Linked DNA regions of Mus musculus: all the other regions are linked to region 3. A link is a contact called in public ChIA-PET, HiChIP or PLAC-seq and Micro-C data. All regions are on one chromosome and are shown on one strand. The core of a region is the stretch at or near the end of the contact, and the rest is flanking DNA. Distances in the headings are between cores, read along the strand shown. Region 1 has its middle 13 kb from the start of Gm32767. Region 2 has its middle 3.7 kb from the start of Lefty2. Region 3 holds the start of Wdr26 (WD repeat domain 26). Region 4 overlaps Gm32767 (a long non-coding RNA gene). Region 5 holds the start of Acbd3 (acyl-Coenzyme A binding domain containing 3). Region 6 holds the start of 2900024J01Rik (a long non-coding RNA gene). Region 7 holds the start of Dnah14 (dynein, axonemal, heavy chain 14).

Region 1 (3,497 bases), core at 621-3,120, 340 kb before region 3:
CCGAGTACCAAAACCTCAACAGAAACCAAAACACTCAATAACACAGGGTTGAGATTTGGTCTTATGCTATGTATTGTAAGTGCTGACCCGCGAGGCCTAGTTGCCCCAGAGACAAGAGAGTCCACTATGTAACCTTCTTTCTGATTGGTGAATAAAGATGGTGCGAGCCAATGGCTGGGCAGAAGAGACATGGGTGGGGCTTAGGGTCCCCGACTTGGGGTCAGAACCACAAAAGAGAGAGAGAAGTTGTTGAATGGAGAAGAAAGCTGTCATGGGATAAGAATCTTAAAATAATGGCCATGTGGGTTGGGTTGGCTAATTGGAGTTAAGAGCAGCCCAGAGGAAACATAGCAAATTGTGTATGGGATTATTGGCTGGGAAATAGATATAATAGCAAAGAAGATAGAAACCTGCCAAGCTCTTGTGCTGATTAAGGCTTGTTATAAATATGAAAGTTGTGTGAAAAAAGAAAGGTTGTGTATATCTTTTATCTGGGAACTAAATGGTCAAAGGTGGGGTAGAAACCCTTGATTAGGATTAAATATTTATATAACACACAGGAACCTTTTGCTCAAGTGCGACAAGCAATTCACTGGCCACAGAGCGTCAGGTGGCCATGCACAGCGTTATTCAACTTGTATTTCAGCAATAAACCTCTTACTGCAAACATTGCAGGGAGCCCACGCAGGGAGCCCCACACAGGGAGCCCACGCAGGGAGCCCCACACAGGGAGCCCACGCAGGGAGCCCCACACAGGGAGCCCACGCAGGGAGCCCACGCAGGGAGCCCACGCAGGGAGCCCACGCAGGGAGAGGGATTACTATATGGTATTGGCGGAAAACTCTAGAAACAAATCTAAATGTTCAGCAAGTGAAGTCCATAAAACAAAAAATACTATACTCATACAAGGAACCGCAATGAACTATGATCAATAGCTATAAAGGGAATGGGCCGCATCCACACTCAACTAACTTCTCAACTCGAAACCTGAAACTGTACTGTTGAGAGGAGAAATCAAGTTGATCGTATTGGTTACTGTAACATTTCAGTAACCTGCAAATGGGGAGAGGAGGACGGGAGAGGACGGAAAAAGAGAGAAGGAGGGAAACAGAGAGGGAGGAATTAAATCAATTTCTCGAGGCATTTTTGTTTTGTTTTGAGATCGTCTCCCTGTGTTGCCCATCCTGACCCATAGCTGTCTATCCTCTTGCCTTGGCTTTCTGAGTGCTAGGAACCATAACAGGCACACGCTACCATGCCTGGCTTGCGATGTCATTTAAAAGACACAATTCAGCCAACATGTAAAGTCCTCCACCCCCAATGCAGAAGTAAATGGATGCCTCTTTGGGACCCCAAAGTTCCTCAACGGGGAGCAGATATTAGAGATTTAGCCAAGAGAGATGATTGTGTTGAGTCACAGAAACCCCTGTCTGTAGCCGCACCCTCCTCTTCTTAGATATGACCGTCACATCCGTGGGTGTTCATCAGGGTGGTGAGTGGGTGTCGACCTTCTGAAGGCAGCTCTGAACTTTCCCAGTTCTCCAGCCAGCAGTGTAAGCTGCCATCTGTTCAGGGACACAGAGGCCCAGGTGCCAGGCATCCTCAAACCACACCCTCTGCTCTTCTTCTGGGTGGGGGTGGGGGTGTCTGAAAGCCCATTTTCTTCACGGGCTTTGAGAGCTCCTGTCCCCTGCAGCATATTACTAAATGCTCTCCGGGGAGCAAGGAGTGATAAACTTAGAAATCAGCCAGATCTCCCGCAGTGACTAAGGACTTAAAAGGAGGAAATGATTAAGGAATCACTGAGCTGTCTGAGGGACCAAGGAGTCCCTCCACCCTGAGTCACAGGGCATAAAAAGTTACATCATAGCCAGGGTTGACTTGCATAAGTGGGGATGCTGATGCCTGTCAGGGGACGGCTCTGCCAGGGGCAACACAGTAGTGGCACATGTGCCGAGGCTGCTCAACTGGACAGAGCTCTCCAAGTACCAGTGAGAAGCCTTGAAGTCACCCTCTTCCAGTGAACCTCTCTTTATGTCCTAAGAGTAAACATGACATGGCTGGCAAATGGACCGGGCAGCCCTGGGAAAAAAAGCAGCTGGTGTGGTTTTGCTGCCATCTGCCAAAGTCTGGAGTGCCCTCATTTGTCAGTCCAGTTCTCTGGCTGTCTCTGCCTTGCTGTCCTGGCAGCTAAGTAGGCTGTGACTCTCCCTCCCCCTCCTTACACAGCTCTTAGGCTCCTGCTGTCCTGCTCTTTCTGTTTCAGTCCCTTGGTTCTAGCAGTATCCTGCTGGGACTTGAATTCCCATGTCCTCTAAGCTGCACAGGGCTGGGACAGGGGGTTGGAGGTTTCTAATGTACAGATAAAGTTACTAAGGTTTCTGGCTTTAGGTGTCACCTAGAAGGCCTCCCTGATTACTTAACTCCTTTCTCCCATGGCAGTACAAGAACTGATCCCATAAAAGAACTTGTCAAAAACCAGGAGGAAAAGCAAGCTAGGCTCCCTCTGGTTCACCTCCAATAGCAGTGACTGCAGGATATCCTAAGCCTGACTCCCAGGCACTAAGGATGGAGGAAGTAATACCTACTTTAGAGAGGGGCAACAGCAAGTCAGGAAATAAAGTCAAGCTGCAGAGGCCACAGGACAATCCCTTGTCCTCCACTCCCCAAAGATGCCTCCCTAGTGAAGGTCCTTATTACCCTGCACAGCAAGTGGGACATCAGCCAGCAAGGACTTTACTAGCTCATTTTCTCTGTGCTAGCATAAGAAAGAGTGCAACTTGCTGGCTGAAATGGCAAAAGGGAAATAAAAACATGCAAGCAAAGAAGGAAGCAAAGAAGGAAGAGAGGAGGGAAGGAAGGAAGGAAGGAAGGAAGGAAGGAAGGAAGGAAGGAAGGAAGGAAGGAAGGAAGAAAGGAAGAGAGGGAACAAGGGAGGGAGGAAAGAAGGGAAGAAGGGAGGAAAGAAGGGGGGCAGGAAACACTTCATCTCAGATTCAAAAGTGCTTTTGACCCCTTGTGGCTCCAAGTCGCTCCATCATAGCAGCAACCACAGCCTTGGCTTTGCTGTGAAACTTTGCAGCCAGAAACTGGATCCACCCATCCTCTGGCCGTGGATAGACCCAGCTTTCTCACCAGCCTTGCAGGGAGAAAGTGAGAGGCCTCTACAGTTATCCACACAGAATCTCCCTTCCTTGCAACCTGTTCATCAAATCCACAACTCCTTTGGGTTTGTCTTCTAAGAAGAACCACATGGGTTTACTCCCTGCTGTCTAAAGAGCTCCACTTCCCAATGGCAAAAGCATGCAGGGTTGCTGGACAGGGTGGCCATGCAGAGGTGAGGAGCTGAGAGGGGATAGAGGGAGCTAAGATTCAATGTGGATTCTTTTCTCTACATCCCCTGCTGAGATTTCCTTGGCATCTTGGTAGCACAGGGAGGCAAAGTTCCAGCCAGGCTGAGAGTAAGGAAGAGGGATTAATGCCTGTGGTGGTCAGCT
Region 2 (3,730 bases), core at 90-2,589, 320 kb after region 3:
ACAGCCAGGGCTATACAGAGAAACCCTGTCTCAAAAAAAAACCCAAAAAAAAAAAAAAAGAGAGGAGCAGAAATAACTCTGATAAGGCTAAGGGTCTAAGTCTCTAGTACAGCATTTGCAAGTCCTTGGTTTTGATCTCTACCACGTCAAAGAAAAGAAAAAAAAATCTGTCCCTAATCATAATAAATCATGCATGCAAGATGTGTGTGTGGTTTTGGGGTGTGTGTGTGTGTGTGTGTGTGTGTGTGTGTGTGTGTGTTGGCTTTGTTTTGTTTTGTGACAAGGTCTCATTATGTAGCCCAGGCTAGCCTTGAACTCAAAGTCCTCCTACCTCAGCCTCCCTGGTGCAGAGATTCTAGGCATGTACTACCATGCCTGGCATTGTTAACTCTTTATCCCTGGGGTAGACAGGGAGGTTTGCATTATTATTTCCACTTAATAGATGAAGACACCGAGGCGTAAAACTGTTACATGACCTGTCTAAGGGCAGATATTGACTGCCAAAGTTAGGGCTATTTGGATATATATGACAGAGAGTTTGGAGGGGTCACAGGATAGGCAGGCTGAAGTAAGAGGAAATATAGAAATCCAGGCAGCTGGCCCCAGAGAGGGAAGTCCCAGGGTCACAGACCTGCTTCTCAGTCATTTTTCTCTTATCTCCCACCTCTGTTTCCAAGGAAACTAGGTAATGCCCCAGAAGGACTTCAAATGTCTCATCTGGGGCTGGGGGTAGCTCAGTGTCTGGACGCTCACCTAGCATTCGAAAGGTCCTGAGTTCCATCCCCCAGCACAGAAAAACAGAAAAACAAAATCTAATCCCATCCTGGAGCTCACATCTCCTAATGAGGAGCCCCTGAAATATAAGACCCCCACTCTGTATCCGGCTTTCTTCAAAAGGAACACCGCCGCTGCCTTCCTTTGCAAGTGATTAACAGGGAAGGGACTTTATAGGATGCTAACATTTGGGGCTTTAGTCAAGCCAAACGGCACAGAGGTGTCACATTTACAGGCCACCAGAACGTGAGGTCCTTCGTCCCTGGAAGCTCTTCTGGGCTGGTGTGCCTTAAATATGCAAGAGTTCACCACCCTTGCAATGGGCGAAAGGAAACCCTGTGGCTTATCATCGTAGCTGGCTTCGTGTCAAAATGTAACACCCAAGGCCCTGCTGTGTTCAGTAAGACCTTCTGTGCCAGAGCCAAAGGACAGGCATCTGGGGCAGATGCTTTCTGACTTGCAGATGTACACAGGGGATCTCTACCGCCACCTCAAGGACACCTTGGGTCTGAGGCCTTCTGGGGCACCCAGAGTGATCAGCAATAGAATAGCTAAGCCTAGGAAGTTCAGAATTGGGCCCTGGGTAGAAGAGGAACTGCATAGTCATTATTTGGCCTCGCTAAGGACCTGGGATAGGGAATCTCAGCTTTCTGAATCCGTCCTCTGCTTTGCAGAGAGTGTTTTTCTCTGTGTGTCTACTGCATATGTGTGTTTCCTCGCCCCCAATAAAAACACCTTGTTTTTTAAAAATATATCTTTATATTTACTTATTTTATGTATGTGAGTACATTGTGGTTCTCCTCGGACGCACCAGAAGAGGGCACACACCAGAGGACGGCATCGGATCCTATTACAGATGGTTGTGAGCCACCACATGGCTGCTGGGAATTGAGCTCAGGACCTCTGGAACAAGAGCCAGTGATCATAACCGCTGAGCCATCTCTCTAGCCTATAAAAACACCTTTTTTTTTTTTTAAGTTAAAAAGAAAAAACCTGGAATACCTGGGAGTCGCTTTAGGGACTCAGAATCCCTGGGCCCTGAGGCTGAATTGGCGAACCCTTCCCCAGAGCACTCCTGGGGTGACCTCTAGGGGCGTGCATAGGTGATCCACACTGAGAAACTAAGCCCCCTTCCCAATTTAGGGAACGCCCCATCATCATCGCCTGGTGATGTTCAGTATCAATGAAGGACTGGTCTAGACAAACCATCCTCTTTCCCTGCTAGTGTGTAGAACCAGACATCTCAGAGCAGAAACTAACTATCCAGACAGTGTAGATGGTACAGAGAAAACAGTCTCGGAGGGGCTGCAGCATTCCAGGGTCACACGGGACTGATACACAGACACTCAAAGGTCATAGCTCTTCCCACACCTCAAACTCTGTCTGCTGCTGGCTTTACTGCCAGATGCCATCCATCAGCAGCAGGCAGCTTGGGAACCCAGACGACTCGGGGTCCAATGGGGGCAGGGCAGTGTAAAACGCAGACAGAAAAACAGAGGGTCAATCTCCCAGAGTCGATCTTCCCAAGACTCCTGGATGTGGATTCCCAGGAGCCCTCGGAGTTCTGTTGGGGAAATACAGTGATTGGGCAATTAGCCACGGCCCAAAGAAGGAAGCAGATGTGGATTAGGAAACTTTTACAGTGGGCAGATTGCCCAAGTAGGGGGAGGGTGGGGCTACTTTTGTGATGCAAAAGCTAGGCCTCTCCCTCATATTGTGGATCTGAGTGGGACGGGGTGTCTGAGGTGGAGCCCGGCCCGGCCTGAAAGCCGGAAAGCACCTCCGGTCCTAGAAAGCTGTGTAAATCAGACCTCTCCCCCAAGGGCTTCTAAGGCGGGGACAGGGCAGACTTCTTTGAGGTTGCAGAGGTGCCCCCTCCTCCACCACAGCCCCGCCCTTCGGAGCTTCTATGCTGCGAATGTTCTGAGTGGTCACAGAAGTGCTGTGGCAAAATACAAACACTTGAGGCCACCACCTGATGTGTGTTCCTTAGGGCCGGTGCACAAGCACCGAACGAACTCCCCACAACCCTGTTCGCTCCATCCTCTGGGGCCCATAGTCCAGGGCGAGTCATTCCACACAGTGGGGCATCACAGAGCCTCCATGCAAAACACCTCCGTGCTTCAGGGTTGGCCCTGTGCCTTCCCTTTCCACGGCCTACTGTTCTGTCACTCTCTACCAGGCCAGTGTGCTCCAGAAGTTGATATTTGAGTCACCTGTGAGACCTGTGGCCTCCTGAACCCTGGCTGCCTAGATTTCACTAGAGACAGGGTCCAGACATCAGAAGGTAAAGATTCTTCTGTTGGAGACATAGGGCAGAGGGGACAGGGGTGTGTCAGAGCAGTCAGTCCAGTGAGACAAATGTCTAAATCAGATTAGAGGATTATTCCATTCATAGACAACCCAGCCCTTCCAGAGGATGGTACCTCCGCTTCCTGACTACCTCTGACGCAAAGAAAGAAAAGGATGGGGGAGGGGAAAGAGAGGGTACCACACATAGGACAACAACCTTGACCTGAGATCTGTTTTGGGTTTTCTCTGTCCTGTCTAGAAATTTTAGAGTAGGGACAGACAGTAGCTCTTTTACTTTCTTACTACTCTGTTATACGCAAGAGAAAAAAAATGTATAATACTCAATGCTCCGAAGCTAATGAGAGACCTATTGAGTTGGAATTATCTAGGGATTGGAATACAGTTCAACAGGAGAGTGCTTGCCTACATATGCAAAGCTCTGAGTTCAATCCCTAGCAAAGACAGACAGAGAGAGAAAGGGAGAAGAGAATAAAAATTAAGGGCTGGCAGGATGGTTCGCCATGCGAAGATGCTTGCCACCAAGCCAAACAGTCCAAGTTCAATCCCCAGAATGGTAGAGAGAACTGACTCCTGTAACTTGTCCCCTGATCTCTGCAGGAGTGTCATGACTTGTGTGTGCATGCACTCAACAAATGAATTAGGA
Region 3 (3,493 bases), core at 726-3,225:
AGGGAATGCAAGACAACTATACATTTTTTTTTTAACATGTGGGTAACATGAGGTTACTAAAGCCTTCTGAATGTGAAGAACAGTATTCCAAAATTATTGCAAGTGGAGCCGAAACCTGTCTCTAAAGGCTCTAGAGTCAGACAATAAGCTCCCAATGTTTTACTATAGATAAAAGGGGCACATGCATATGGATTTCATAAATTCAAGAACTTCTAAGAGGCATCTAGGCTACTCTGAGGTGAAAAGCTGAGATGTGCGCACTGAGCCTGGATGGTGATGAAGTCCTAGTCATTGCTCCTCTCCTCTCCCCCTTTGTTAAGGAGTGGAAACCTGGCCTATAGTTAAATGGTCCTTTTCTTTATAAAAGCTACAGACTTTACTCAAACTAAGCTCCTGACTTGATCCACCTGAAGGTTGCTAGGAACCAGTAGATTACGATAAACCATTTTTCAGAAAGTAAATTTTGCCTAAACACTAACAACCTTCATGATAATGAGATTTCTAAAGTTGCTGTACAGGGCTCTATGAGGGCATTGACTATCTAGTAATTCTGGCTCTGCTGGATATACTGTCTGTGCCCTATGAACCTCAGCTAAAATGAAGGTCTGTCTCAGGTGAATACAAACACCGTATGTGAGTCACTTTGCAATTACAGCTGACACCTGAAAGCATATTTAAAGCATGACAGCCACAATGCTAGATCTCTGTAAGACTGCCCTGGTCTCTGTCTCTCTTCCCAGTCTCAAGATGAAGAGAGCTCAGGATTCTTGACAAATCATAGGCTAATTTTTATTACACTTCTAAATTTAAAAAAGGCTGTCCCCAAAGACCTAAAAATTACTGAGCTGTGAGTGTTGTAAATTTCAGAGACATAAGATGTATTGCTTAAGGCTGTTGGGTCTGTTTGTTTGGTCTTTTTGTTGTTGTTTTCCTCCCAAATGGAAGTCACGTCAGGAAAAATATCTGTCCACACCAGGTCTACATGCTACGACCCAAGTCCATGAAACTGACTAGGGCCCCATGGACCATTTGCCACAGAGTAACATAGTTACTCAGTTCTCTGCTGCTGTGTTTCTCCACTCAAGAAAGCCGTTTAAAGCGCTGGGACAGTGAAACTCCGGCCACTTGAAAATTTCAAACCAGAATCTGAAACGGTGCCCCAATCCCACCCCTCGGTCAGAGGTACAGGAACCAGGAACAAGACATCTGAGCGAGCACTTAAAAGAAAGACAAAACAAACCTAGTAAAACTCCAAAGCAAAGCGCCTCTACACACCCTCAGCCTTTGAAACGTCTTGCCCCCACGAGTTGTTGTTTTTCCTCCCAGAGGGAAGGCAGTTTACGGCCGACTTCGCCTTCCCAGGGTGGAGCACACTCAGCTCTGCTGTCATCTCCCTTGTCCTGGACTGACACGGATACAACTGTGTGTGGTGCTTGGCTGTGCAAGTTCAAGTGTTTCCACCCTAAACCGAGGCAGTGGTTAAATCCTGAGTGCAGAGCAAGAAGCCGGTGGCCAGGGGCCTAGCACACCCTTGTGCTCGAAGTCACAAGCTGCAAAACCAGGCCGCCGGCGGCCCCACCCTGGCCCGTGCCAGTGCGTCTGCGGCCCCCTCCACGCCGGCCGCTCGCTCCTTTCTGGGTCACTCAGGGTGCAGGGCGAGGACGTGATCTCCGCCTCCCACCCTGCAGGGCCCCGGAGCGAGGCTGCGAACTTACTGCAGGCCGAGCTCGCACGCCTGACCCGGGGAGCCAGGGCGGCCTCGCACAGGCGGGCCAGGTCGTGCTGAGTCGCGCCTCCCCGCCGGGGCCGGACCCCCACCCCCGGCCGCCCTCGCCTTCACCCCACGGCCTCACCCCGGCCGCCGGACACACACGTGCCGGGTGACAGCCCCCTATAGGTTCCATACCTGCTGCCGGAAGTGAGCGAGGAGGGCAGTATAGGCATTTCCTGTGACGCCAGCGCCCGGACTCCATTAGACAGCAGCTGGGGGAAGAATCAACACACCAGGGAGCGGAGCGGCGCGGACCCAGCACCGAGGCGGCCGCTGCCTCCGCCGCCGCCTCCGCCGCCGCCGTCCGGGCTCCCAGCTTCGGGCCCGCGCCCCCCCCAGTGCCCGCGAGCCCCCGGGCCGCGCCGCGAGCGCCTCCGGAGGGGGGGGGAAGGGCCCGGTCCTCCTTCTCCCCCTCCTCCCGCCCCGCCGACCCCCGCCGCGCCCCGCCGGCCTCCCACCACGGCCTCTCTCGGCGAGGAAACTCTGGCCTCCGCTTCCTCCTCCTCCGACTCGGACGCCGGCGGAGCCTCCCCGCCCCCGCGAAAGAAGCCCCGAGCCTCGGCGGCGGAGGGAGCAGGAGAGCCCGGGGCCTCGGCGGGCCGAGCAGGCCTCCCCCCCCCGCCCTCGCCCTCGCCGGCCGCCTCCTCCTCCTCCTCCTCCGTGGTGGTGGTGGTGGGACTGCCTCCGGCCGCCCCCGCCGCCCCGCAGCGGAGCAGCGGCCACAGCCTGGTCAGCGGCGGCACCATGCAGGCCAACGGGGCGGGAGGAGGCGGCGGCGGGGGCGGCGGGGGCCAGGGCCAGACCCCGGAGCTCGCCTGCCTGTCGGCGCAGAACGGGGAGTCGTCCCCTTCGGCGACGTCCGCGGGGGACCTGGCCCACGCCAACGGGCTCCTGCCTGCCGCCCCCTCCGCCGCTGGCAACAATAGCAACAGCCTGAGTGTCAATAACGGGGTTCCCGGCGGGGCCGCCGCGGCCTCCGCCACCGCCGCCGCCGCCCAGGCCACCCCCGAGCTGGGCAGCAGCCTCAAGAAGAAGAAGCGGCTCTCGCAGTCCGATGAGGATGTCATTAGGCTCATAGGACAGCACCTCAATGGCCTAGGGCTCAAGTAAGTGTCCGTCCTACAACTGGTGAGGGCCAGGCCGGGGCCGAGCGGCCGGGTGGGTTGCGGGGACCCCGGGGCCCAGTGCGCAGGAGGCCGGGGACAGACAGCCCTGGGGGGGGGGGCGGTGGAGGGGAGGTCTAGGAAAGGGAATCGGCCCGATGTCTTAAGGCCAGCCGAGCCGCCTGGGCTGGGGAGGGGTAGTGGAAACCCAGGGCGACCCCTCCCCGCGCACCTCCAGAGCAGGATTGTCTGTCCGGGAAGGCGGACACCGAGGTTGTTTATGCTGGGGGAGGGGTGGATCAGAGCGGTGGAAATAATGAACCTTGGAGGATTTGTTTTTCAAGTGTGTCTCAGAGGCATCTTTGTGGGACACCTCCCCACCCCCACCCCTGACCGACAGCAGCCCAGGCAAACTACCAATCAGGAAGGACAGTCGCCTACAAGTGTTTATGGGAACTAAGGGGCTGGCATAATTTGGAAAGAGGCTGTCGAGTAAATCTGATGGGAATAATGAAGTCAGATACCCAGTGGAAGTCATGCAGACAGAGGCCGTGTGTGTGTGTGTGTGTGTGTGTGTGTGTGTGTGTGTGTGTACACACTAGAGGCCTAGCACTAGTAA
Region 4 (3,711 bases), core at 74-2,573, 320 kb before region 3:
TATAATATAAAGAAATGAATATCAAAGTGACTGAGGTGGAACATGCACGCATATACACACACATCATATACACACATGACACACACATATACACAGACACACATACACACACAACATAAACACACATACACATATATACATATAACACACACATATACACATACACAGACATACACTCCATATATGCATACATACATACATACATACATACATACATATACACAACACACACACTGCAAAAGAATACTAAATAATTTACGAGCCAGATTCCATTCATATCCCATGCTTGTAATCCTAGTGTTTGCGAGTGGAGGCAGGAAGATCAGAGCTGAAGGCCAGCTTCAGCTACACACTGAGTTTGAGGCCAGTCTGTGCTACAGGAGATATAGTACCATCGATAGCAGAATTAATATCATAGGCTAGAGAGATGGCTCGGTGGCTAAAGCACTTGTAACAGAGTCATGAAGACTGAGCCTGAGATCCCCAGAAACTATGTAAAAGGTTGGCAGATGCGCTGGTCACCTTAATCCCAACACTGGAGAAACAGACTGCGGATCCCTTGGACAAGCTGGCCAGTTACACTAGCCAGAATTGGCAAGTTCCGTTCAGTTGAGAGATCCTGCCTCAATAGATTAAGTGGAACGCAATCAAGGAAGACACCCAATGTCAACTTTGTCAAATGTGTGTCTGTTTACATAGACACATGCACACACTCACGCATACACGAACATGCAAACATACATGTATGCATAAGCACACACCACAGTAGACAGCTCAGAGGACTCTTATAAGCTGGGCGCCAATCCCCCAAATCCAGGAATGAGATGTTCATAGCATTCAGGATGCTTCTGTCACAAGGCATCATTTCTAACAAGGGGAATCAACTTGTGGTAGTTCAAATATGCTTGGCCCAGGGAGTGGCTCAGGAAATGGCACTATTTGTGGGTGTGGCCTTGTTGGAGGAGGTGTGCCACTGTAGGTGTGGGCTTTAAGACCCTCCTCCTAACCACATGGGAGCCAGTCTTCTGTTTGTCTTCAGAATAAGATGTAGAACTCTCAGCTCCTCCTACACCATGTCTGCCTGGATGCTGCCATGCTCCTGCCTTGATGATAATGAACTGAAGCTCTGAACCTGTAAGCCAGACCCAGTTAAACGTTGTCCTAGGTTCTGGTGTCTGTTCTCAGCAGTAGAACGCTAACTAAGACACGGTTGTATGGCTTCCTATTCTGCATGTATAAATAGAACAGTGTGGTATATTCTCTTTAGGTCCAGCTGCTTGGGCTCAGCAGCCTGCATGGAATATTCATCACACTGACTGACTATGGAAGCTATGACTCATTCTCACTAGTGCAGAGAAGTCTCCTGGATGAGCGAGCCTACTGCAACTGATCTCTGTCCGTGTGCATCGTGCTGTTTCCAGCAGGGACTTGACATACTCGGCTGACAGTTAATGATCTTTATTCCCTGAACCATCCAGTTGCCTGGCATCAGGCCACATAGCAAACTTAGCAGGCCCGAGTTTAGCCAGCCCAGTCATAGAACAAAGTATTTCAGAGCCATATGGCAAGAAAGACAGAGGAAGACTGATAAAAAATAAAAATTGTCCTGTACTGGATAGAACTCAAGACATCATCACAAAACTATAGAACACAGTAACGTTCCAAGGACTCCTTCCATACACTAGTTCTCTGTACGAGCCTCACAGTGACATCAGAACAATGGGATGCTTTGTGTAATCCCTGACCAACATGCTGCGGTGATGTGACCCTCTCGGCATTGCTAGATTTTGTTACAAGACACACCTGAAACCTACTCCTTTTATGGAGAGAGACACCAATCTGGTTTAAATTACTTCTCCTGCTGGCTTACCAGTTTGCTCTTCTTATCTCAGTGTGTGTTTGCCTTTCAGAAGGAATTGAGCCGTTCATTAGGCAGGAAGTAAGACTCCGTGAGCTCGGAGAAGCCAGCCCACCCCTCCACCTGGTTTGTAGTTAGTAACACAGTCTCTACTGTAAGAATTTTTATTTTATTAGCGTTGACATTTACTCCTGCATTTGAATTGCAGAAAACCACCCTCCCAAAATAAACTCTCAAAGCCCTGTTGACCTTGCCATCTGCATGAATTATGTAGTAGCAAATGTTAAGGTCCCACTTCGAGGCTTTGCCTGATGATGAGACTTCCTGTTTCCTATGTGAAATAAAAAAGGAGGGTGGGTGGGGAAGCAGGGAGAGGGGACCCACCAGAGGGGACATTACCATGGTTAGTAACTGGATCCACGCGATGGCGTCCTGGAGCAGTCATGGGTGAGAAGCATGTGGGCACATTTATAATTTGCAGGGAACACTGGTAACCCTGTCAGTTGACTCCGTGTGCATAAATACTGTTTTGGATAAGGATGGGGGAGAAAAGCTGTCTGTAGTCCTGAGGAGTTCTTCTACATCATTGGTCAGTTCTCCATATGGAAGATAAATGTTCGCTTCAACAGCTTTGAGTTTGAAATAGTACTGAGTTTTGACCCAGGAAAGACTAGAAGAACATCAAGAGCCCACGGACCTGGATGTCGGGCCCTGATCCCTGCCAAAGGGCAGCACAAGTTCTCTCTAGGTAACCAGCCTCACTGAAATCACGGCCGTTCACAATACACAAATGTGTCTTTTACTCTTCTGTTCTTTCCTATTCTGTCTGTGGCTTCTGCTTCTGCGAGGAAGGGCCACACATATGAACAGGTGAACCGCCTAGACACTATAAATGATCTTTGGTCCAGCCCCATGATGGCCTTGGATTTATTACTTCGACCCTTGGGCGTGTAGGTGGGGTTGTTGGCAAGCAGACGTGAGGTGGCCTGGGCTTCAGGATCCATGATCAGTGTTTTAAAATTAAGATATAAAGTAGAAAACAATGTTCATCTCTTTTCTAGAAGCAGACCGTTGACCCTCTGGGGCACACCATGCATATCCACACCGAGGGGAGGCCTCTTCCGAGGGTCTTTGGAGAGCCCAGAAAGCCTTTTAGCTGTAAAAGATCCAGTGGCTACCAAGTACCAGCAGTTCTAGCTTCATAGCTTTTTAGTCAACTGGGATCCTGTTGCGATGAGGTTAACATGATGAGCAGACAAACATCAAGTCCGTTTCCAGTGCCGTGGCTGACCTTGGATGGCACAGTGGTCCTTAGGGCCATGGGATGGGTGTGCACGCAGAAAGAAGGGGGAAAGCACGCCCTTTGCAGCAAGCCAACCCAGCACTCAGCGCTAGGGATAAAAGATACAGAGTCTGTCCTCAGGGGAATCAGCCTAGTGATAACCCAAGTAATGGTAATGAGGGTGGAACGCACAAAATGTGAAGTGTAAGCCTAATATTCTCCACCACACATGAGGAAGCTGGGGTCCAGAGAGAGGAGAAATGGCTTGACTGAGGTTATCAGGCCCCCACCTCAGACTTGGTTTCTTTTTGCATCAACCCCTTGCCAAGCTTTCTCTCCCAGATGGGCTGCTACTACTACAGTAGCTTGTGTGTCTGTGCTTTGAATCTAAGTGGGTGTTCTGCTTTGAATCCAGTTACAGCTTGGATATGGTTTATGTCCTAGAAGCTTGGCCCCCTGTTTATTGGTATTAAGAGGTGATGGAATCTTTAAAGAAGTGGGTCCTAGTGAGAAGAAATTAGGTTATTAGGGGTGTCACCCTTGGAAGAAACTAATGTGAGTCCTGAAGGGG
Region 5 (3,564 bases), core at 148-2,647, 490 kb after region 3:
AAAATACTATGAATTTAGAGTAACCATTTATTGTTCTGGAAAGTTTCATAGAATCTCACCTAGTTTGCACAATGAAAGTTGATTTAAAAATAAAACTACCTTCACACGGGTCACTACAGTGAACAACTCAACTTTAGCTGGTGAACTAGGCAATCCGAAAGCCCTAACTCTGGGAAGCTTGTCATAAATATGGGGTTCTAGAATGCAGGTGGAACCTAGCAACCCCTTTAAAGTTTCATTTGCCCTTATCTTGCTTTGTTTTCCCACGCAAGAACCTAAATAGCCTTTAAGAATCAGACTATGAGTCAAGCTCTTTCCCACTGACCAAATCTTGTGACTGTTACCTCCAGTATTAACTAGAGAAGAAAAAAGGCAGGAAATCACCGCACATCACAATTTTGTTTTAAGAAACAGTAGAGAGAGAGAGAGAGAGAGAGAGAGAGAGAGAGAGAACGAGAACTTCGCGCTTTAGTCTTCATCATTCACTTCCATGGTAGAATTTCCTAGCCACTTAGAAGTTACTAGAACACAGTGGCCATCACTTACTCACTCAGGCAAAAGGGAATAAATGAACTTAGTATTTTACTTCATCCTTCGCCACATCCCTATCGCCTAATGATCATGTCCCACACACGCTCACGGTTTACAAGGCTAGAAAAGGGATGTGTGGGACCCAATACAATTTTCTTCCACTAAGATAGTTTTTTTTTCTCTCTTTAAAAATCGCTTCGATGTTGTCGTGAGCCGTGAAAAACCGATACATAACAAAAAGGCGAAATCCATCCCAGAATAGGAGCCCCGGGGAGCGCGCGCTCCTGTCCACTCTAGCTCGTGGAAACCAGAAAACTTAAACCAGGTGGAACGCCCCAGCAACTAGGCGACACGGGCTGCTAAACCAGGGTTCTAGGTCTCTCAGGGGTGTGACCAGGGGCCGGACCGGCAGTGACAAACTCTCGGTGCCACCAAGGACGGACCGGCGCTCCGGTCACCCCGGCCTAGCTCGGGTGGGTGGGGCAGGCATGGCCGGCCCGCAGTCCCGCAGGGGCGAGTGACCCGCTCACTTTTGTAGAAGCGCAGCGCCAGGCCGTAAAGCTCCTCCAGGCCAAAGCCCCAGTGCTGCTCCATCCGCCGCGCCTCCTCGGCCGCGCCCTCAGCCGCCGCCTCCCCGGGCTCCCGCTGCTGCCCCGAGGCGCCGGAGCCCAGTCCATTCCCCGGGGCCGAGGACGGCGGCGTCTGCGGCGGGGCCCCCTCCGCGCCGGGCCTCTCCTCCGAGTCCGGGCTCAGCGTGAGACCGTCGAGCGACACCTCGAGCTGCTCTACGTTCAGCTGCGCCGCCATCTCCGCTCGCAGCGCCTCCTCGGCGGGGACAGGCGGCGGCCACGTATCGACTTCCTGCTGACCTCTCACCTCCGCTCGCCGACACCGGAACTTCCGCCGCCAAGGCGGCTGGGGTTTGAAAGCGCCGGGTGCCCCGCCCCCGAGCGTGTGGGCCACGCCCTCCCGTGCCCTCGGCTTGCTGGGGACCTCACGCCCCTCTCGGAGAGAGGCTCACCCCACCGCCGTGGCCGTCCCAGGGAGCCGGGACGTCCCGTGGGGTTCGTGGCGGTCCGCGTTGGTCGGGGGTGTGTGAGGTGAACCCCAAGCAGCGGTGTTGGGGGTGGCTGCTGGTCGCGTCCGACCCTGCAGGGGACAACTGCAGAGACATCTGTGCAGAGTCGCTGTTGGGAAGTTGCAGGCCAGTTACGGAGTCTCTTGCAACTGCCAGACGGTCAGAGCAACTGCCGTCTTCATTTTAAAGTAGAAATCAGGCTTTCGTCCCCTGCAGTGTTTGTCCTCTCCCTTAATTTATGTTCGTTCTCCTAAGGGAGGGAACGGTTGACTATTTTATTTTTTGCTATGTAGCTCAGGCTGACTTTGAACTCACTCGTTAGCTCAGGTTGCCCTTGGTCCTCCTGCCTTAATCTCCCGAGGGCTTTGACTACATGTGCAAGCCATCAGGACTAGCAATAAGGACAGCATGAGGCCAATTCAGCTATCCATGCCACGAAAGTGTAGGACCAGAAGACAGAATCTCTGCAGTGTCGGGTATAAGAAAGTAGGAGGTAGTTAAGGAGAAACAGCCAGAGTACATAGCACTCTCCTTTCTGTTTGCTTTTGTTTTTTTTGAGACATGGTTGTAAGCTACATAGCCCTGGCTGTCCTGTCACTATGAAGGTCAGACCAGACTAGCCTCAAACTCATAGAAACCCACCTCCCTCTGTTCTCGAGTGCTGTATTCTGGGATTTTTGGTTCCGTAGCAGAGTCTTCCAATTCATTAAAAGTGAAAAATTGTAAGATTTTCATGCATACACTGGGCAAGCACTCCAGCTTAGGGCTCTTTCATTGAGCTGAATGAATGGATGAAAGCACACTTCAATTACATACAGTATCAGTTCAGCTCAACATGATTTAAGGACTACCTTGTATATCATATACTATGGAAAATACAAAGGACAGTAGTCGTGTCCTACCCCTCGGCATCATGGTCCAGGAGGTGAGTCCGTGCCAGAGCACAATAGTATGGCCAGGCTGCTGGAAGGTACCTTCTGCCTCAGCACCTGTGAGCGGGTTCCCTAGCTTCTGTTTCCTCTTGGTTTGTTGAAAACACTGGAGTCATGAAACTATGTGTTAATATGTGTTTCAAGAGGCTGTGACATCACCAGAGAGCCTACTAACCCATCTTGAAGTTTCTGTCACCTCTGTATAGTGTCAACATGGGACCCAAGACTTCAATACATGGCCTTTGGGGGGCATTCCATTCCCAAAGTACAGTAGTGTGTAAAGCAAAATGTAAAGGAGTTGGGGAGGATTGCACACCTGTAATCCCAGTGCTTGGGAGGCAGAGGCAGGCAGATCTTTGAGTTCAAAGCCAGCCTGATCTATAAAATGAGTTCCAGAACAGCAGGGCTGCACAGAGGAACCTGTCTTGAAACAAAACAAAACAAAACAAAACAAAACAAAACAAAACAAAACAAAAAATCAGAAAGGCTTTGCTGGCTGGTAGTTTTTAATAAAATGTGACCACCATTATGTGCAACATTAAAATATACAAGAGCCCTTACCCTAAGGGGAGCTCACAGGGTAGAGTGTGTCCCTGGAGTTGACTAGAACAATTGGTATCTACTTTAAATCTGAACTGTTTGGTAGCCTGTTAAAATCTGGAATTTTAATGTCATATCATCAGGTTTCTGGCTTACCTTAAAATGAAGCAATCTACTGGCTATGGGCCTAATGCTGGTGGTTAATGATATTAGCTGGTGTTATGCAGGTTTTAAGATGTGCCCTAAGTTCACAGCCATTTACTGTCTTATGTGACAGAGACTGTCCAAGCTGTTATCACGGGTCACATGACAAGATTGATTGCTGTAGTTATCTGTCTGGTCACTTCTCTTAGGCTGCTTCTGCACTCTAACTACATACCACAGCCTGGGTGGTTTATAACTAACAGCTCTTTGTTTCTGACAGTTATTACAGCTGAGATGCTCAAGATCAAAACACTGGTTGTTTTGAAGTCTGGTTGGTGT
Region 6 (3,618 bases), core at 23-2,522, 430 kb after region 3:
CCCTGTCTCGCATCTCGCATGGAGACCTGTCTGACCAGTATCTGTTCCGCCCTACCCTTGGATGTCCAATGTGTGCATCAAACCCAGCATGCCCCAAACTGCCGTTCTGACTCCCACACCACCGGTGGAACCAGCAGGGCCAGTCTTCATCTTTGGGAGTGAGCCTGTGAGGCTGGCTTGCTCTTTCCCAACCACCCAGTCCCAACACTAAACACGTCTACACAGCTCTGTCCTGCTCCATCCTCTTCCTGCCTCTCCTCCCGTGAGCTTCCATGGCCATCTGCCCACATGTATGTTTCAATTCTGTCTTTTTTTTTTTTTTTTCAAGTTTTGGGAAAGAGGATTTTTGTGTTTGCTTTGTAGCGATAATTTGTTTGTTTAAGTCAAGGGCTCAGTACCTGGCTAACTTTACCTATGGGAGATCCTCTTCCCTCTGCCTCCAGAGTGCTGGAATTACAAGCTTCCCACCACATCGGCTTCAATAAATATTTTCAATGAATGATGACTTTCAGGTGGGAAAACACCTCCAACCAATCTAGAACAGGCGCCCTGTCCAGAGTTGTAAAAAAAAAAAAGGGTTTGGGAACTCCAGCCACCGTACGGGGAGTGAGCCTCCTGCGGAGGCACTGGGACCTGACTATCCGCAAGATGCAGGCATGGACTGACCACACAGCGCCCAAGCGGCCGGTGGGACGCTTCCTGATCCGTCCTCTCTTGGCGACTGGGAAAGAGAGAGGTGGCTTTGGCTACAACTGCTTCTGGGCCAGGTAATTCTAGAGAAAGGAATGACGCGCACCTATGGGCACCAGCTGCAGAGTTGTTTGGGTGCTCCTAAGTGACCAAAGGTCCCCGAAGCCCGATCCGGAGGAGGAGCTACGGCCGCTGCATACGGGCGGGGTGGCCCAGGGCGTGCGCGCTCCCGAGGAATGGCAATCGGGCGTCGCGGCTCCAACGCCTAATTTACCAAGGCGAGCCCAGCCCTGCCCTACGGTGTCTGTGACCTGCCCACCGAGTGGGTCCCCAACCAATGAACCTCAGCTCTCGTGAGCCACAGCTCCATGGGTCCCAAATGTCCCTGGCTCCTGTGGGTCCCAGGCTTCCCCGTCGCCTGCCCCGGCAGACAAGGAGGGGTCATTTACCGCGAAGACGAAAATCTTTCCAGGAAGTTTGTACCTATTAATATTGCTGTTCCTGGCAGCAGCTCTCCGCGCGGGGCGGGGGCAGGGCAGACCCTGCAGCTGCTTCTACCGCCTAGTGTCCGCCTCTGGCCCGGGACAAGGAGCGGAGGGCAGCTCTAGGTCCCCACGCCTACGGCGGGGGCAGGACCTGCTCGGATGCTCAAGGCGCCAGAGCCCAGCGGCTTGCCCGCGAGCAGCGCGCGGTGGGACCCGGAAGATCCCGAGGCCAAGGCGCAAACCAAGAGCTGGGACTCGGGAGGGGGAAGGGAGAGGGAAGAGAGGGATCCTTGCATCGGTTACCAGAGGCCGCTAGGCCGCGCCGTTCCCCCAAAAGAAAGCTGGTCCCGGAAGCAGGTATGCTCCTGCAGTGGGAGACCATGAGCCTCGGGGCCCTGGAGAGGTTGGGACCCTGGTTCTGACCTTGCTATGGTTTCACAGCCGCAAGGCGCTGCAGCAGAAATTTGATATTCGAAAGCTTGTGGCCTCCTCGCCACCACCTTGCAAGACTGTCTCCAGTCACAGACACAGACATTAGAGGTCGTAGTGTTGTTTTGTTACTCAGTGCAAGGCCTGGTGTGTACAACAGGATCTCTTAGAAAGAAGCACAGCTGTTTTCCTGCAGTAGCGGCCCCGGAACCACACGACCGGCAGCTCCAGCCCCAGACCACAGCTCGCTGGATTTTCAGAAGTTCCTTGGGCCAGAAGTGCCAGCCAGATCACTCTTTCTCTCAGGTCACATATGGTACATAAATCACTTTGCAAAAGAACCTTAATTTATGACTCTTTTGGGTGTTTATGTAGATAAGCAGTAATTTAGTCATCCCTGAAGTGGTGATCCCTGGACACCTCAAGTGTTAACTGTCCAGAGTATGAATTAAAGTCCCTGTGTCACACCGTCTCTTCCTCAGAATTCTAGAGTCCTCTGCAGGGTGCTCTGGTAATCATCTTCCTCCTCCTCCTCCTCCTCCTCCTCCTCCTCCTCCTCCTCCTCCTCCTCCTCCTCCTCCTCCTTCTTCTTTCCCGAGACAGGGTTTCTCTGTGTAGCCCTGGCTGTCCTGGAATTCACCCTGTAGACCAGGCTGGCCTCGAACTCAGAAATCCGCCTGCCTCTGCCTCCCAACGTGCTGGGATTAAAGGTGTGCACCACCACTGCCCCGCTCTGTTAATCTTCTTGCTCAGGATGACCAGGCCTATTCTGTGCAGGGACTCTGTCCAGCTCTGCGTGGAGGGCAGTGCCCACAAGTCACCAGTATTGAGACACGGAAGGACAGAGGTAAAGTATTTATTTCCTAATGTCCGCCTTCCAGCCTTCAGGGTCTCTTGGAAGCTCAGGGCCCATGTGGTTCTCCCAGATGGCTTGCACTAGCTTGACAGGGGACTGTGCCAGAATCTGGCGTCTTAAGGTAGGGTTCACCAACTAAATAGTTTTCCCTTAGCCCTTCCCCTTGGGGAAGTCGGGGGTGGGGATCCTCAAAGGCAAATCCAAAATGGAGTGTGAGACCCAACAGTGGTGGCCTCTCTTCTGCCTCCTCCGGATGCCTGATGTGGAGATCTCTCCTGGGCATTTCAGCCTCTCCCTGCAGACGCCAGCAGGAGATCCATTCTGGAAGCTTAAGCCCGCAAGCAGGGCTGCCTCTTCAGCTTCCAGCCTTGTCCAAAGCACTTGGCTTCTCGTTTCCTCCATACCCAGAAGGTACCACGAGAGGGAAAAGGTCCTGTGAGACTAATGCTCTGGATTCAGCTTGGGTGGGCCAGGCAACCCATCACCTTCCCTTTGGGCTGCAGAAACCTGTGAGGTTGCCTCGGGCAGATCCCTGGAACAAAGATTGGTAGCATCAGCTGTTTTACTGCAGAGCTAGGCACACAATCCTTGCTAAAAATAAACACAAAGGAAAACCCCAAAGCAGCTAAGCCTATTTTCATACCTTTTTTTTTTTTTTTCTTGTTCACTCTCTTTTGTCTTCTTGCTACTTGGTTGCTGATTTTCTCTTAGGGCCCCATCCTGAGTGTGGTCCTGGCACTATTCCAAGTCCTGGACATGAAGTCACGGACAGAAACAGAGGGGAGAAAGGGGGAGGGATCTAAGGACCATTTCTTTGAGTGTAATTTACATTAAGTGGGATGATGGACCCCCTTCAGAGACAAGGGGGACTGGGACAGGGGAGGACCTTAGGGAGAGGACCTCCCTCCCACTGTACAGCCAGCCCTTCTATGGGGAAAGGGCAGTTTGTCATGCACCAGATGAAGGAAGGGTTAGTGGATGGTGGGGCCCCATCCCAGAGCAGAGAACAAGCCTGTTACTCTGGGCCTCTGGGGCATCACCTCATCACTTCAGGTAGGAAAGGACTCAGATGTCTGTGAGGATATCTAGACTGAAACCAGTGCCCTCTCTTCCTGGGGACTGATCTGTCTCGCGAGCGTTGGATGAGGAGGAGCACTA
Region 7 (3,769 bases), core at 622-3,121, 360 kb before region 3:
ACATCTTAAAGAGCTGTGTGTGGTGGCCCACACTTAAAATCCCAACGATAGAAAGATGGGCGGTAGATGCAGATGGATCCCTGGAGCCCACTGAACAGCCAGTCTTGCCTCCTTGGTCAACTTCCAACCAATGAGAAGGCTTGTCTTAAAGAAAACAGAGCATGGGACTGAGCAACACCCAAGGCAGTCCTCTGACCTCCACATGCATGTACACATGTGTACTACCCTCTCCATGAACATGAAGAAACATACACGCAAGTTAGGTGTACTTGGACACAGGGGTACAGGCTTGTAATTCTAGCACTAAGGAGGCTGAGGAGGGAAGATCGGAAGTTAAAGACCAATCTTGGCTATGCAGCCAAAAAGAGGAGGGGAGAGGGCTCAGGGGAGGGGAAGGGGGAAGGAGGGGAGGGGGAAGGGGAGGGAGAAGGAAGGAAAATGTGGTTAAAATACAAAGCCATATTTTAATAGATGTCAGGAAAAAATTATCTGAACTAAAGTATTTTAAAGATCTTTGCATCGTCTGAAAGAAAATTTTAAAAATTGAGGGCTGGAGATATGGAGCAATGGTGGAGTATCTACCGAGCATGTGGAGAGCCCTGGGAAAACCTGCAGTATGGAAAGAGGGGGAAGAGAGGAGGGGAAGAGGACATAGTGGAAGGTGGGAAGAGAAACGTGGGGGGGGGGCTGACGGGGGGGCAGGACTATAACCATGCTGGGCTACAAACCTACAATTCCAGCACTTGAGAACCAAGCAAAAAAATAATTGCAGGACATTCCCCAAAGCAAAGCTTGAATTTTCCACATACTGAACACTCAGCATGTCTACAATGGCTGTCTTTACTGAGCATACACAGAGGATTTTTTCACTTGTCTGTTGCCTTTATCACCTCAATGCTACTGTGTCACGAGGTAATGACACAGAATTACATTGTATTGGGTAGATAGCGCCAGTAATCTAAATTATCTCACGTTTTCCAGAGGATGATGGGTTATATGTATAGATGAGGATATTTAGAGTTGGGCTTCATGAATCTGAGAGAGGTGGTGTCTGGGAAGCCATCCTCTTAGGGACCATGTGTTATTTGCGCACATAAGTCCTGTCACAGCTTCAGTTGTCCCACATGAGGGAAAGAATTCTCACATGAGGGACTGGTCCCATTGGAATGTCCTGCAGACCTATATGTTGGGCATTTTCTTGACTGCTAATTGATGCAGTTGGGTCCTAAGGGGATGTAGGAGAACGGTGACCACTGGGAGCAGAGCCATCGCTAGGCAACTGGACCTGCGCTGTATAAGACAGGAAAATGAACAAGTCATGAGAGGGCAGGGCAGGGTTTCTCCACGGTCTCTGTTTCAGTGCCTGCCCTGGTGTCTCTCCATGAGGGGCTATAATGTGTAAGCCCAATAAACCCTTTCCTTCCCCAAGTTACTTTCGGTAGGTGTTGAATCACAGCAACAGAGACACAAACTAGAACAAAGCGGCAGGTGCGTGACTATGTTAAACAGCAGCAAGGTTTTGCAAAGAGCAACAAACATCACTTATTTATGACTGGAAAAAAAAAGCAAGCTTTAAAATCTCGTAGTCTGGGAACGGGTCGCTGAAGCCTGGTTGATCAGTAGCAACTAGGAAACTGCTTCTCTGAGGAAGGACAGGGCTCTGAGACACTTGTGCGGGCACTCCCAAGGACCCAGGCACAGAGGCCCAGGGCAGACACCTGTTTACCTCGTTTACCTGGTATGCTGTGGCAGTCAAGGTCTCCTCCTCCCCTTCTTCCTTTTCCTGCCTCAGCACTGCATAGTCCAGGAGCATACACAGGCACAAGTTTAGAGACTACTGCCCCAGCCCCAACTCAGTAACGGTCAAGCGCCTCGTGCCTCGGGAGCCAAGGCCTTAGGAGCCCCGCAGTTGCTAGGGGCAGGCGCTGGGGCGGAGTGAGTACCGGAAGTGCTCAAGCCTGGTCCGCTGTATGGCTCAGCACAGATAAGACCTCCCTCTGACAGCCCCGCCTGCAATCTGCCAGGCAGGGCCCAAGGGGGAGATACCTATAGGTGTGAAGAGTAAGATCTGAGCGTTTGAAAGAGGGGACCTTTCATTTATGATTTACACAGACTGTGCATATGACCTACTACGGCCAAGCCTGGTGTCCACATCTCTAAATCCCGCTTGGCTAAGAGGACCACAAATGTGAGCATCAGCCTGGGCTACATTAGTGAGACCCTAGCTCAAAGAAAACAGAACACCATTAAGAGACTAATAAAAGTACTGTGAAGAGTACAAGAGGTATAGGCATTCCTAAATAATAAGGTTACATATATTCGTGAATTCCCATTTGCATGTCTTACACGGCTTTATTGACGCCCTATATTTTATTCACCTATTTATTGAGGACTTACTTATTTGTTGGTAGAGACAAAGGCAGAGAAACAGCATAGAGATGTGTTGGGTCTGTAAAATGGATGACTAATTGGGAGGGGCGAGATAATCAGCTTTCAATTTTCAATATTCATAGGGCTAAGGACGTGATCATTCCAATATGTCACAGTAAGAGATGAATTTTTTGGAGAGCTATTTGGTAAGAGAAGTTGGAGATAAGGGGACATCACTTTTAAAGGAAAAAAATTAAAATGTTATATGTAAATAAATCATATTTAGTTTAATAGAGCTATCCAGAAAGCTGAGAGAAATCTGTTTTAATAAAACAAGAGATTACATTTTAGCAGAAGAGGAGGAAAGATAGATAACAAAAAAAAGATGGCTTATGAGGAGTTTCCTGAGGTCAAGTTTCCCTCCAGCCATCATTGCCTGAGCAAATCCTGCTTCTGTTTACCCCAGTTGTGAAACTCAATCTCAGCCCTTCCCTCTCCCTCACTTCCTATCCCAATTCCAATTGTTACAACTCTGCAGATCTGTGCACAAGCAGTATGGTTAGTCTGCCATTTTCCTCTGTCTTCAATCTCTGCTGGAGGCAAAGCAGTAGGTTTTGAACTTAGACCCAGAACTTCTGAATATGAGGTGCAGAATCTCAGACCTGTTAGGAGTACTGAAGTTTTTAGAGATTCCTATCATGGATTTGTATCTTCCTATACAAATTAATTATTATTAATGGTGTGAAGAGTGACTGTACTAAGCCTCATTACTAAATCTCTCTGTATCCACTTTACGATGAGAGAAAGACAAGCCCTCAGACACTGTCTTGGTGACTGTCAACAACCACAAGTCAACTGGGAAGACAGAAGCTCAAGAAGAATTGTCTCCATCAGATTGACCTGTGACAATATCTGTGAGACATTGTTTTGATTGATGATTGATGTGGGAGGCCCAGCCCACTGTGGGTGGTGCTACCCCTAGGCAAGTGGGTCAGTAAAAACTAACCAGGACACAGAATGGTGAAAATGCTCAGTTACTCACTACATATGGTTCCAGTTAAGATCAAATAAGACAAACAGAGCTCTGGCCTCTCATTTTGGTTCTTATATAGTGACCAATAACCTGCTTGTGGTATATAGATAGAACTATTTTCCTTAAACTTATAGCCTTGGAAGGGGGCAGTTTCACTGTCTCAAGTGGCCAGGAATCATAGTGCTGAAGTACAAGAGAGGATTCCTAAGTGCTCTGATGGGCTTAGGGGGGATATGGTTTTGGGTACACTTTGCTCAAGCATGCGTTATAGCATAGTTGGCAATGAGTTCAAGGGTAATCAATCAAACATATAGGTAAAGTGTATTTAAGCAGAAACACACATAAAACAAATTCATATTGATCAGG

Evidence for each region. Hi-C and Micro-C count contacts between places; a contact is called where the count stands out from the background. ChIA-PET counts read pairs in DNA pulled down with a chosen protein or histone mark. HiChIP or PLAC-seq counts read pairs in DNA pulled down with a chosen protein or histone mark.
Region 1: a contact with region 3 is called in an HNF4G HiChIP or PLAC-seq map of pancreatic cancer cells. The contact joins the enhancer-like site here to the promoter of Wdr26 in region 3. A contact is called at or near these places in 11 of 39 promoter capture datasets (the 3T3-L1 cell line, 3T3-L1-derived adipocytes, HPC-7-derived erythroid cells and 8 more), 1 of 15 datasets of contacts at CTCF or cohesin (the NIH/3T3 cell line), 5 of 484 Hi-C or Micro-C datasets (Th1 cells, Th2 cells, cerebellar granule neurons and 1 more) and 18 of 115 datasets of contacts at active chromatin or transcription factors (DN3 thymocytes, bone marrow-derived macrophages, cardiomyocytes and 13 more).
Region 2: a contact with region 3 is called in a Micro-C map of embryonic stem cells, with 4 times the contacts expected there. The contact joins the enhancer-like site here to the promoter of Wdr26 in region 3. A contact is called at or near these places in 10 of 39 promoter capture datasets (the 3T3-L1 cell line, the C10 cell line, the HPC-7 cell line and 6 more), 1 of 15 datasets of contacts at CTCF or cohesin (large pre-B cells), 2 of 484 Hi-C or Micro-C datasets (both in embryonic stem cells), 10 of 115 datasets of contacts at active chromatin or transcription factors (the 230-238 cell line, embryonic stem cells, fetal liver and 5 more) and 2 of 9 other capture datasets (adipose tissue and embryonic stem cells).
Region 4: a contact with region 3 is called in an H3K4me3 HiChIP or PLAC-seq map of forebrain, with 4 times the contacts expected there. The contact joins the enhancer-like site here to the promoter of Wdr26 in region 3. A contact is called at or near these places in 11 of 39 promoter capture datasets (the 3T3-L1 cell line, 3T3-L1-derived adipocytes, HPC-7-derived erythroid cells and 8 more), 6 of 484 Hi-C or Micro-C datasets (LSK cells, Th1 cells, Th2 cells and 2 more), 15 of 115 datasets of contacts at active chromatin or transcription factors (DN3 thymocytes, bone marrow-derived macrophages, cardiomyocytes and 11 more) and 1 of 9 other capture datasets (embryonic stem cells).
Region 5: an RNA polymerase II ChIA-PET map of memory CD8 T cells shows a contact between it and region 3, with 27 read pairs. The contact joins the promoter of Acbd3 here to the promoter of Wdr26 in region 3. A contact is called at or near these places in 3 of 39 promoter capture datasets (liver, neutrophils and pre-B cells), 3 of 115 datasets of contacts at active chromatin or transcription factors (effector CD8 T cells, extraembryonic endoderm stem cells and memory CD8 T cells) and 2 of 9 other capture datasets (adipose tissue and pancreatic islet).
Region 6: an RNA polymerase II ChIA-PET map of memory CD8 T cells shows a contact between it and region 3, with 39 read pairs. The contact joins the promoter of 2900024J01Rik here to the promoter of Wdr26 in region 3. A contact is called at or near these places in 3 of 39 promoter capture datasets (liver, pre-B cells and stem cell-derived epiblast-like cells), 1 of 484 Hi-C or Micro-C datasets (embryonic stem cells) and 2 of 115 datasets of contacts at active chromatin or transcription factors (memory CD8 T cells and pancreatic cancer cells).
Region 7: an H3K27ac HiChIP or PLAC-seq map of extraembryonic endoderm stem cells shows a contact between it and region 3, with 5 times the contacts expected there. The contact joins the promoter of Dnah14 here to the promoter of Wdr26 in region 3. A contact is called at or near these places in 15 of 39 promoter capture datasets (the 3T3-L1 cell line, 3T3-L1-derived adipocytes, the SN4741 cell line and 9 more), 1 of 15 datasets of contacts at CTCF or cohesin (the NIH/3T3 cell line) and 5 of 115 datasets of contacts at active chromatin or transcription factors (embryonic basal ganglia, extraembryonic endoderm stem cells, forebrain and 2 more).

Annotation. Positions count from the first base shown.
Region 1 is chr1:181,551,319-181,554,815 of GRCm38.p6, reverse strand. No RefSeq gene overlaps it. Among named protein-coding and RNA genes, the nearest start is that of Gm32767, 13 kb to the right of the region's middle. Within about 2 kb of position 1,870, at least 113 of the 459 cell types and tissues checked have an H3K27ac peak or open chromatin away from gene starts, as enhancers often do. A contact at or near this core is called in bone marrow-derived macrophages, hippocampal neurons and pancreatic cancer cells, where this site is marked.
Region 2 is chr1:180,887,565-180,891,294 of GRCm38.p6, reverse strand. No RefSeq gene overlaps it. Among named protein-coding and RNA genes, the nearest start is that of Lefty2, 3.7 kb to the left of the region's middle. Within about 2 kb of position 1,339, at least 26 of the 459 cell types and tissues checked have an H3K27ac peak or open chromatin away from gene starts, as enhancers often do. A contact at or near this core is called in embryonic stem cells, where this site is marked.
Region 3 is chr1:181,210,460-181,213,952 of GRCm38.p6, reverse strand. It overlaps Wdr26 (WD repeat domain 26), which reads left to right and starts at 1,975. Exons shown (of 14, transcript NM_145514.5): 1 at 1,975-2,877. The coding sequence starts at 2,516. It overlaps Gm38664, which reads right to left and starts at 2,517. Exons shown (of 6, transcript XM_011238899.2): 1 at 2,454-2,517; 2 at 1,907-2,143. The coding sequence starts at 2,517.
Region 4 is chr1:181,533,358-181,537,068 of GRCm38.p6, reverse strand. Gm32767 (a long non-coding RNA gene) reads left to right here. Exons shown (of 3, transcript XR_373754.2): 3 at 1,268-2,073. Among named protein-coding and RNA genes, the nearest start is that of Gm32767, 4.8 kb to the left of the region's middle. Within about 2 kb of position 1,323, at least 72 of the 459 cell types and tissues checked have an H3K27ac peak or open chromatin away from gene starts, as enhancers often do. A contact at or near this core is called in forebrain, hippocampal neurons, neural progenitor cells and 1 more, where this site is marked.
Region 5 is chr1:180,723,876-180,727,439 of GRCm38.p6, reverse strand. It overlaps Acbd3 (acyl-Coenzyme A binding domain containing 3), which reads right to left and starts at 1,397. Exons shown (of 8, transcript NM_133225.3): 1 at 1,062-1,397. The coding sequence starts at 1,338.
Region 6 is chr1:180,775,615-180,779,232 of GRCm38.p6, reverse strand. It overlaps 2900024J01Rik (a long non-coding RNA gene), which reads right to left and starts at 1,272. Exons shown (of 3, transcript XR_373751.4): 1 at 1,174-1,272.
Region 7 is chr1:181,574,695-181,578,463 of GRCm38.p6, reverse strand. It overlaps Dnah14 (dynein, axonemal, heavy chain 14), which reads right to left and starts at 1,871. Exons shown (of 87, transcript NM_001377039.1): 1 at 1,736-1,871.